2 separate regions of the Sus scrofa genome follow, and region 1 is linked to region 2. Evidence: chromatin contacts called from public Hi-C data. All regions are on one chromosome and are shown on one strand. Each heading gives the region's core, a stretch centred on a gene start, on an enhancer-like site or on the middle of the called end of the contact. The rest is flanking DNA. Distances are from core to core; before and after follow the strand shown. Region 1 has its middle 620 kb from the start of TRNAE-UUC. Region 2 has its middle 290 kb from the start of TRNAE-UUC.

Evidence for each region. A called contact is a pair of places that touch in the nucleus more often than the background predicts.
Region 1: a Hi-C map of fetal heart ventricle shows a contact between it and region 2, with 2.3 times the contacts expected there. The contact joins two enhancer-like sites. A contact is called at or near these places in 2 of 47 Hi-C or Micro-C datasets (fetal heart ventricle and heart right ventricle).

What each region holds. Positions count from the first base shown.
Region 1 is chr1:23,996,131-24,002,206 of Sscrofa11.1, forward strand. No RefSeq gene overlaps it. Among named protein-coding and RNA genes, the nearest start is that of TRNAE-UUC, 620 kb to the left of the region's middle. Within about 2 kb of position 2,706, at least 14 of the 83 cell types and tissues checked have an H3K27ac peak or open chromatin away from gene starts, as enhancers often do.
Region 2 is chr1:23,669,124-23,674,654 of Sscrofa11.1, forward strand. No RefSeq gene overlaps it. Among named protein-coding and RNA genes, the nearest start is that of TRNAE-UUC, 290 kb to the left of the region's middle. Within about 2 kb of position 3,633, at least 21 of the 83 cell types and tissues checked have an H3K27ac peak or open chromatin away from gene starts, as enhancers often do.

The DNA.
Region 1 (6,076 bases), core at 1,456-3,955, 330 kb after region 2:
TATAGGGCCACACATGCAGAAGTTTCCAGGCTAGGGGTCGAATTGGAGCTGCAGTTGCCAGCCACAGCAATGCCAAATCTGAGCTGTGTATGTGACCTATACCACAGCTCACGGCAATACTGGATTCTTAACCCCCTGAGTAAGGCCAAGCATCAAATCCGCATCCTCATGGATACTAGTTGGGCTCGTTACTGCTGAGCCACAATGGGAACTTCCTGTGTGTATTGCAATAAAGAAAGCAGGCAAAAGTTCTTACCTTCATAAAGCTTATAGTCTCATGAGGGGAAATAGACCATATACCTAAATTTTGAAATATTTGTGGAGGAATAAGTAGTGGGGAAAAATAGAGCTAAAAGGAAAATGAAGAGCACTGACAGGAGAATTGCAATTTAAATAGAATAGTTTTTTTTTTTTTTTTTTGTCTTTTTGCTATTTCTTGGGCTGCTCCTGCGGCATATGGAGGTTCCCAGGCTAGGGGTCGAATTGGAGCTGTAGCCACTGGCCTATGCCAGAGCCACAGCAACGCGGGATCCGAGCTGCATCTGCAACCTACACCACAGCTCACAGCAACGCTGGATCGTTAACCCACTGAGCAAGGGCAGGGACCGAACCTGCAACCTCATGGTTCCTAGTCGGATTCGTTAACCACTGTGCCACGATGGGAACTCCAGAATAGTTTTGTCATCATTGAAATAGTTACATTTTTGAAGGGAAGGTTTTATTTGCATTATAAACTTTTAAAAGCCAAGAAATCAGACTAGGAGAACATGTGTTAGAGTCATTCCATCTGAATGGAAACTGGATGTGTGGCTATTATAGCAGTGGCCCAGACTTCCTTTGAAGATTTCACATAAAGAAATAAATTCTTAATTAACAACAGCACCAGAAGACATGATATAATATGCTTACAGTCTGTTTTTCTATTTTCAAATAACCAATTACAGAAATATTAAAGAAACAATCAAATATAAACTTCAAATACTTAAAGCAGAAAAAAAAAAAAAGTGCAGCGAAGGAAGATATCTTTGATACGGATCAAAGAGGCCACAAAAGGAAACAACAAAATGAATGCACTCAAACTTGGGTGTGTGCGGGCACACACACACACACAACACACACACACACACACACTCACTCACTTAGAATAAGACTAAAACTGATCTTATATTCTTTAACAGTTAATAAAATCCCTGATTTTGATTATAGGATAAGAGGAAAATGTTGGAATGGTTTGGTCGTTACTTGCCTCATGGTAAACTTATACTGTCTTATTCTGATTTCCTAACCATTTGTAGGGAATTAGATATGTGGCCATTGAATAAAAAAAAACTCTGTTGTTTGGTAAAATATGAATCAGGAAATCTTGTTTCTACAAGATCCCACTAAAGGATAATATTTTATTAAAAACATTTTATGAATAGTTAATTTTCAACATTGCCATATGTTTGTTTAAAAGTTCTAATGCAAAATAATGTATTTCTTTTAAGAGAAAATTAGCCTCAATTTTACCTTACTGCAAACTCCGAACCCTTATAAGTCCCCCATACATAACCAGGCCAGCTGATACTTTTTACATAAGAAATATTCATTGAGTTCTTTTTCAATACCATATATCAAGTGAACATGTAAGTGTCCTCATTATTCATGAATCAGACAGCACCCCAAGTGTACCCAGCATTAAATTGCTTTTGAAACATCTATAATCTCTAGAAATGTCTCCTTCCAAGATACATTTTGCAGAGAAACTCAATTTGAATTCTGCATTTACTCTAGCAACACACTCAACAAAAGTCTAAAGATAGATTTGAAGGTCACTTTGACATTGCCCCTTTAAGTAAAACTTTGCTGTATTTATGGAACAAAACCCAGGAATGTTCTGTATGTCACAGCATAAGATTATAAAATGCCCGCACGGTCCTTTTCTGAATAATAATGTAGTAAACTCACCCTCTTGTTAAAAATAGATGCTTGTTCTTTCTAAAACAGAAACAACATACAGCTTTGAAGGAGACAAGCAGAAAGCCATGAAATGAGTCATCAGCTATGTTCAGTTACAGTGGGTTTATCTGTGACTGTGTGTGAAAAACCACTCACCAGAAGTCAGCAAAAGTGCAGCCAATTGCTGAGAGCTAATCATGCTGGGTTATTCTTGGAGGAGGCTGGTGTTTGTCGGGAGTACCGACAGTTACCAATTATTGCCTCCACTTGGCAAAATGAATGGGTCTGAACAGTTATCTTGAAGGTGTTCTCAGCAAGAACTATATTTAAACTGCTTACACCAGTAATTGTGTCTCACTCACCCAATCCCGAGTTTGATCTTAAGTGTTTTACAGTATGGATATAGTAAGCAGTCAAACACACTTACCTTGGGCTTTCAGTGTTCACAGAGTGGATCTGATAAACAACTTGCACTAAAATGCATGCTTTTCAATGTTCTTTTATCTAATTTCTGGTGGGTAGCGTAGGAATGAAAGGTATATTTTTTATCATGTTTGCTGCTGAAGTACTTCGGTATAAATTTATATCATCAAATTGTTAGGGCTGCATTGTTTGCTTCCATTCTTGCCTACCACAGCAAAGAATTGAAAGGGTAGGTACCTTACAGCAAGTTTACTAAAGAGAAGGAACAATCTTAGGGAGAGTGGGCCACCCTGTGAGTAGGGACTGGCCCCATCTTACAGTTGGGTTTTCCTTATATCCCCAAGCTGCATACCTGAGTGGCTAAAGGCTGAATGTTGATTGGTCTCTGTATGGGGCATATTTGATCTTCTGATTGGTCTCAGGCAGGATACCTTATTAGCATGTGGGAAAGGTCACAGGGAAGTTTCCTGGAGAGTCCCCCGATATTGTGCCTGTGTGTGTTCTTACTGCCTCTTAGAGGAAGGGTGAGGAGTGGGCCACATACCTTTCCTAGTAAGGTGGGGGAGGGGGCATTACAATGAGACCAGTGGGGTGATGATAAGGGTAATTCTTGTTTTAGCCTAAGGACTTGCGTTTAATCTCCTTGAAGGGGACTTGAAGCCTAATAAAATCATTTCTAATCCTCATAGAAAGGCACCATAGTGCATAATACTATCTATATGTGGTTTTAAACTGATAATTTATCACAGTTGAGATATAATACTAATTTTGCCTTGGGAAGTATAAATCGATGAAAATAATTCATTTGTTTTATTTCTGTTGATTACCTTGAAGGTACACAACATAAAGGGAAACATTATTGGTGTCTGTAATTATAGGAAAAAAATGTCTCCTTCCTTGTTTGAGTTTGTTGTGGTGATTATTGCTATCAACAGTGTATCAAAGAAGCTTATTACTTTGTGTTGAAACTTTTTGCTTCCAATTTTCCCAAAATGTAAAGAAAAAAAAAAAAACCTTGAATAAATTATGGGTAACATATGATGGCACAAGAAATGTTTAAATGCAAAATAAAAAATAATGAATTAGGACACAAGAGACAGAGGAGTGGATGGCAAATAACCAGCCTTATTCTCACCTGAAGGAAAAGCAGATCAAGGCCTGACTAGTCACTGGGGCTGGCTCATCTCCATTCAAGCCTTACCTCTATGATCAGTGAGGCCATGTGACATTTTCTTCTTTTTTTCCCTCTACTTCTTATTTGCTATTTTAAGCTTGCTGTATTTTACAATGATTCTCAAAGTGTCTATTATTATTCTAGAGGAGAAAATCTACAGGTATAAACAGTTGTTTATTTTGAGGAAAAGTACTTTCATTTTCTATTCATTTTGCTTTTAGCTGGCAGAACAAGGTAAATTTAGGAAAATACAGAGAGCAATAAAGAAGAACTTTGGAAATGAATGGTTCCCATAAAATGATGATCTCCTTTGCTTAAAGTATTTAAAGTACACACAAAAATAAATAATTACATTCTCTGATTCCATTAACTATCAAATGATGCTAAACTGTAAAGAATAATATTGACCAGTTTAATGTTATTTGGTTGGATACCTTATTCTTCCTTAGTTCTTTTTGTCTGTGGTTTGGTAATTAGGTAGAATAAATGAAAATTACATTAAAATGTTTGTTGGTTTGTTTTTGTCATTGATTTAGAAGTAAATTAGTTTCAGACCTTAAGATGGCTCCCTTGAAAATGAATACAGCAGACAATTGCTGCCAGGAAGATGTTCCCAGGGATTGTCTTCATTCACTGTGAAGATAACACAAGATGTGCTACACTTGGGTTCTTTAAATTGGAGCTGTTTTAAAGCAACTCCTAATTGCCTGCTGTGATTTTGTGACATTCCAAATCTTGCTAATGCTTCTTCCACCCAGATTGAGCCTCCCTGCCTTCCTATTGCTAATGAATGACCATATTCACAAGAATCTCTAGAGACATTAAAAACTTTGGTTTATTTAGGGTGAATTTACACAATAATATCAGTTGTCTGTTTTGAACAGAAATAAGAATATGGTCTGATTAATACAGAAAGTAATGCATAAATTTCCAAGCAGCCACATCTCTTGTCAATTTAGCCACTCGATCATTGAAGGAAACAAAATTTTGCATAAGAATGAATCATATGCTTTCTTCTTTCTCAATATTAGCATTCAGTTGAGCAATTTTCCCCAGATGTATTTTATGACCAACTTTCCTTTGCTCAAGAAGTCAGAGAAGAAATGATTTTATATTTTACATTTCTTAAAATACCACCCATCTGCAATTGTGTCTGCACTGGACCTTTCATATGTTTCTGCTAGGGATGTAAAACGGCATAGCCTCTCTGGAAAAACAATTTGGCAGTTTTATAAAAAGTTGAGCATAGCCATAACCTACAGCCCAACAGTAACACTCCTGAGTATTTATCATAGAAAAATGAAACCTTATGAATATGAAAATCTTTATATCATGGCACTAGCTGCTTTATTTGTAATCTCCCAAACTGGAAATCACCCAGATATCCTTCAACAGGTGGATGTGGATGGGTTAAAAAAGCTATGATACATCCCTACAATTGGAAACTCAGCAATAAAAATAGCAAGTTATTGATATCCAACAACTTAGATCAATGCAAGAGCATTATGCTCACTGGAAACAAAAAGCCATTCTCAAAAAATTATATACTGCATTATTATTCCATTTGTATCACACTCTTGAAATGGCAAAAGTATAACGATGGAGAATAGATCCAATGGAAATTGCCAAAGCTTGGGGTTAGGTAAGGATATGACTGAGGAGGGTTAGTCTAGGGAATTGTCCCTGTAGTGATAGAATCAAGTCTGTATCTTGACGTTGGTGGTGGTCACTGAGTCTATGCTCATAAAAATATTTCATATTATTACACATCACAACACAGACACATACACACACCACAGACATTTCAGTGCAGGTAACAACTGGTAAATTCTGTGAAGATCTGTAGTTTACTTAATAGTTTTATACCAATGTCAGTTTTATAGTTAAAATGTACTATGGTTAAGTGAAACATCACCAATGTGAAAAACTGAATACAGGGTCCCAGGGAATTCTCTGTATTATTGTGGCCATCTCCTGTAATTCATAAGTGTTTTAAAAGTAAACTACTCATTTAATCTCTATATAGCCATGATGGTGTGAAAGTTTGTGATGGCCTACTAAGTTACAGGCATTTTGTTAAATATTTTCTATTTTTAAAGGAAGAACAGTTTTATTGACATTTTACGATTGAAGATCCTAAAACACACAAATTATATTTTCCAAAAGTGAACATATAAGTTGTGCCTACTACCCAAGACTGGGATTTTATTTTCCCCAAATTTATGCTGTTTTTGGTCTTTCCATTCTATTCTGTTGTTTCTTTTTGTCATTAAATATTTCCAGGAGCTTTGAAACTTAGTATTCCACTTCATATCTCTGCAGTTTTGTGATGTTTTCTTTCCATTTTCTCTAGCAGAACTCAAATATAACATAACATAGTCATTGTTCTTTCCCAAATTTGGGACAAATCTCAAGCACTTTGGAACTGCTTTCCTGTCAGTGGCTGCCCAGAAATGTGTAAAATCAGGAACCAGTCTGAGTTCACAAAAATGTGTCTCCATAATTAGATTTGAAAATGTGCCTTGGTTTCCTAAGAACCAT
Region 2 (5,531 bases), core at 2,383-4,882:
GAAAACCTGCAGAGCAAAGAAAATTCTACTCTCCTGGTCTCCGATCCTTTTTTAAAAAAATTTTGTTGAAATGTAGTTGATTTACAATGTTTTGTTAGTTTCATGTGTACAGCAAAGTGATTAAACTATACAAACTTTGTATATGTATATATGTAGAAAATATATATAATATATATATTCTTTTTTCCATTATTTCATTATAATATATTGCATATAGTCTCCTTGCTGTAAGTCAGTCCTTGTTGGTTGTCCATTTTATATGTAATAGTTTGTATATTTTAATCCCAAACTCCTAATTTATTCCTCCCATCCTTTTCCCCTTCCCCAAACTCCTGTCCTTCTCCTGCACCAGAACTTCTTATTCCTTATCAATGTTATCTACCTGTCAAGATTACACATCTCATTAGGCTACTTAACATATATCCTAAATAGACCACTGTTCCAAAAGCTTTTTATAGGAAAATTGGTGATTACTTATATCATCCAGTTTTTTAAAAAAGTGCAAGCTCCTGGAGTTGTAATCAACTGTGGATGGAAGGGGCACCATTGATCCCAACAGTACACTGAACAATGCACAACCAAAGGTTGCACTCTGAATTTGATCCCCTTCAATTCAAAACATATACAAGTCTCCTGACAATTAACTACCTGCCTTCTTTTCCTGTCAGATGTTCAGACATTATCGTTAATAATGGTAACTGGCCATGACAATAACTCTTGCAATTTATTCAACATACACTGCATGCTAGACGCAGGACTTTATATGCTTTCTATATGCAATAATGATTTTCATTTCCACAATTACCATATGAGTTATTTTTGTTCTCATCTTATATGTGAAAAGTTGAAGCTTAGGGAATTAGAGTAACTGCTTAATGTAATACATCTATAAGTAGTGGACCTATGTAAAAACTCAACCTTCTCTGAATCCACAGTCTATCATGCTACCCTCTCTTGTCATTACTGTCACTCTTCACTAAAAGATGCTGCTATAATGCATTTGTCATGCTTACATGTTGGTCAGGGATGTGGTATTCTGAGAGGTAGGATAACTCCAGATATGGGGTCAAAAATTTCACAATTGAGCACTACATAAATTGCATCATTAGAAAGCTCTTTGAAAAGGCAAATACTAGTTATTCCCAGGTGAGTGAGAATAAATGTCAGCTCTGTTTTCTCCAACAACTGTGAGTTAGGAAGAGGAAACTTCTGTGTGAATTTACCTGAGAATAATGTTTGCTAATGAACTATTCCAAACACATTAGAGGCCCAAGGGATCTTCTCCATGTCTCAGAAGTATAGTATTTGATAGCTAACACACTTCACTCATGACAATTCTAAAATGATCCCAGTCCGCAGCCCTGTCTCCTAACAGTGATGCCAGGAATCCCCCAGAGATAGTCAGGTGATACACTTGCCTAATACAGCTTCTAACCTCAGAGAAGCAAACAGGAAAGAAATAATGCCACAGACCTATAGGTCTTGATTTGTTAAAATTAGTTGAGAGTATGGTATGCCAGTCTTCAAATTATTAAAGAATTTTATTATATCTTTAATTTGGATAATAATGAAACTCAGTTTCATATCTCATCAATGAGAACATACCTCAGTTCACTGTATGTAGTGCTGTGGGTAAGTCTATTGCTGTTTATCAAGACCAAAGGTAATAAATAGAGGATACTGACTGTAGTATACATGACTTAATCTAAGGAAAACATGGAAAAAGATCTACTAGATTTAGTGGGACATCAAAAATCCATTAAAAACTAAGTTGAGAGAGTATACTCCTTATTTTCATATTAAAATTTTTTGAAGCACATAATAGGGACCGTTGATACTGATCAAAGTCAATGCATTAAGCAAAACCTAACCTCTAAACCCATGGTTCCTAACCTACACAAAGAACTTCAAAGTATGCCACGTGATAATTTAAATGTTCAGGGAAAACACAGACACATCCTAACAACTGGTAGGACATTAGATTTGCTATGTTCATTTTGATGATATCATATCTTCACAAAGATGGATTTGGATGGTTTGCTATTATAGAAAGCAAGTACTGCAGGAAATGAGACTGGTGCTATCCCAACCTTGAGAAGTTATGCAGTGCCCAATATTTGCGCACATCCCACTAGCAAATAATTGCCGTTTTGAATTGTGCCCCTGGCATCAATGTTTGTTATGACTGAGAACTAGGCAAGATGCTAATTTTGTTCTCTGTTTAATTGAAGTGAACATCACTTTACTAATAAAGTGACTCAAGCAAGCAACTATAGAAACAACATTCAGATAGGAATAGTCAAAACAAATGCAATCTGTTTCAGGCATTAATGGCTTTATTATTTGCTTTATAAATTTATTTGGGACACAGAATAACAGGAAGAATGGCTTTGGTTGAATAATCCTGGCAAGAATAAAAACTATGAAAAAACAAAGAGTTTCTTCTAAACATACTCTGCCTGACAGAAATTTCCCTATAGTTTCAGCAAGTGTTGAATGTTTTTCTTCCCTAGGCTAGAAAAACCCCGGAATATACTGCCTCCTGTTGAGTCATTTTTGAATAAAGCAGCAGGGGATTACCAACAGTCTCAGACCCAGTAATAGATTTTAGTGGACAGAGATGTCCCTGTAAGAAGCATAGGAACAGCTGGCTCCAAATCATCTCTTAGAATCTAAATCCACTTAACAATGGGAGTGAAAAATGGCATGTTAAGGGTTGATTAAGAAGGGTTGCCAAGGTAGACCAGGAGAGAAGCAGCAAAGGAAGGAGAACTAGGAGGAAGTATCTGACTTTTAAGTATGGTAATTAGTATTTTCTGAAGTCACACCTCCCTGTTGTCCGATGAAATGCTGACAGTAGTAACTGAGAGTAGCTTCTTTACTGTAATAGCACAACATGATGCCAGCAGCTCTTTAACAGTACTCTCTGCTTATCCATTGGGCTCAGAGTCAGAAAACAAAACATGACTCGAGAGGCAGCAGTAATTTGATGAGCCAGCACAAACTCTACCTGCATGGAATGCTGTGGTCATAGGGGCTATTCTGCTGCCAGCAATTAAAAATTAACCTTGGCATTTTCAAAAAAGAAGGTAGCTATTCATATGCAGCTCCTTTCCTGCTTGACAACATATCTAAAAAGCAGCTGCTTTCTCAAGTCAAGACAGTTACGCACAATGAACCTCTTTTGTGTGCAATGTGCAGAGCTAGGTCGTTAACACACCTGCCAGAATACAAGGGAAGAAGAAAAAAGAAATCTTTTCTGTTGGTAAACTCATTCATTTAAGATATTCAGGTTCACAGTGCTGTCCTTTGAACACCCCAATTACCTCCTCTTGCCCTTACAAACGAGTGGTGTGAATTTTAATCAGCTGGAATGCAATCAAGGACTGAAATAAATAGTGTTGTTAAATCATTTTTACGGAGAAAAGCAACTCACATACCTAAGCTATATGTATCTCTGGTTTTCACAAGGGTGGAATGCCCTTGCTATGGACCGAAACAAACAATGTTTTATTTTTGTTTCAACCTCTGTTGACTTTCCTCTCCATTCCTTTCCCCTCCTATGCCAGAGCCTCAGTTCTGAGAATAATTAGCAACACCCACTGGTGATAACAGGGCCACGGCAACCTAACAGCGATATCTTGCCGGCGCCAGCTGTGCTTCAGTATTTATTTATTAAGATCACAATATTTACACAGTATGAACTCGTTGAGATGGTGGGGGATTGAGCAATGCTCCAGCAGCAAAATTTCCTCTGTATGTTTAATGGAGAAGAAAAAACCTTTTAGGCTGTGTACTGTTTATTTCTTTGGATAGAAAATTCAAGTTTCTAATTCCAGTCGAGTCCTGTTTTCTAGCAGTTTGGTGTATAGACCCAGGAGAGGCTTGGCAGACATGCACTGCAGTGGCTGCTGCTGTGAAACCTGCTTGTCTAACACAGAGGGGAGGCTTAGAGCTGCTGCAGATGCATGGACTGACACAGCAAAGATGTCAGGCATCTGGTTTTCAGGGCTGATAATTCCACTGGGCCCAGATCTGTAACTGAACAATCTAGACATTTGCCCAGAATCCCTCTTGACTTGCATTATTATATCTTTTCATTTGCTCTCCTGCAAGGACCTGTTAACATGGCAGTAAGCAACATGTGCTGTGATGTCCATCTGCTGAGTGAGTTGCTATGTAAAGCTCTAACACAGAGAGAATTTTTGGTGTACAGGGAAATTGTAGGGCTTCAATTTGGGAGAAAAAGAGTGAAAGGTATATTTTAGGCGAGAAAGAAATTAATGGCAGGAACAAAGAGTGTATATATACATATATATTTCAGCATGTGGTACTTCCTGATGTTTGTCTTGGAGTTCTTCAGGGAAAAGTTGGTTCAACTTTTGCGATGTTAATATTGCTGATCAATGAGCATAAATCATGATAGGATGGGAGATGTTTGGGATTTTCTTTTATCATACTGAGCTCAAACAAATTGTCTAACTTTTATGCATTTTCACTTTATCACATCCTAAACCTAAAAAAGATATATTTATTACCAAGCCAATTCAGTATTTTTAAAAACATTGGCTTAATATTTTTAAGTATTTTGAATATGGGGTCTTAAGGTATTTACATAAATAGACTGAATTAATTAATAAATTATATTAAATGGTAATTAATATAAGAATGTCCTGTCAATATTGAAAGAATTTAGCTTTGTTGACAAGTAATAATAAGGTAGATTATCCTATTTAAAATATTTTATATAATTATTATGTGTCTAACTTTTACATTACATATTATAAAATGTATTATATCTAATTGTAATAATGTATATATGACTATATAATAATTGCATATAATACACATTATTGATTGATAAATCTTCCTTAAAAGAGTTGCAAATGCAACTCAGTAATGTTGCAAAGTTCATAAATTATAAAGTTATTCTCAAGCACTGGTTATTTTCATGCCAGCCTTAGCCTTTTTAAAAATTAAAAAGAGGATAATGCAGCAGTTCAGTTGACATTTAATATTGTATTGTCCATATCACTTTATTTTTATCAGTCTTATTCCTTTTGTATTATTAAAATATCCCAGAATCATCTAATATGAATAAGAAGTCTAATTCTCTGTTCTATTCTAACTTTTGTTTTAGAAATAGCTGCAAAAAAGACTAGCTACTTTTTGAATAAAATTATTAGTGAAGTAAAATATATGTACCAGGAAGTGAACAGAACATAACAGCACAGAGTGATGAATGCTTTCAATCTGAGTACCTCTGTGTTTCCAGTCACAGATCAAGAAATGCATTAGTACCTGCAAAGAGATGCCGCTTGGACCTCTCACATGCACCACTCAGCCCTCCAAAGTAGCCACTATTTTGATTTCTAAAGGCATAGATTGTTTTGGAGGTCAAGTGAAACAGAAACAAAATAAATAGATCACAGCATTAAACTACTTTAACACTAGGTTGATATTCCAAATGTTAATGCATAAAAGTGATTAAAGTTAGCAAGAAAAATGTCTTTGGATTTTAAGGAAAGATC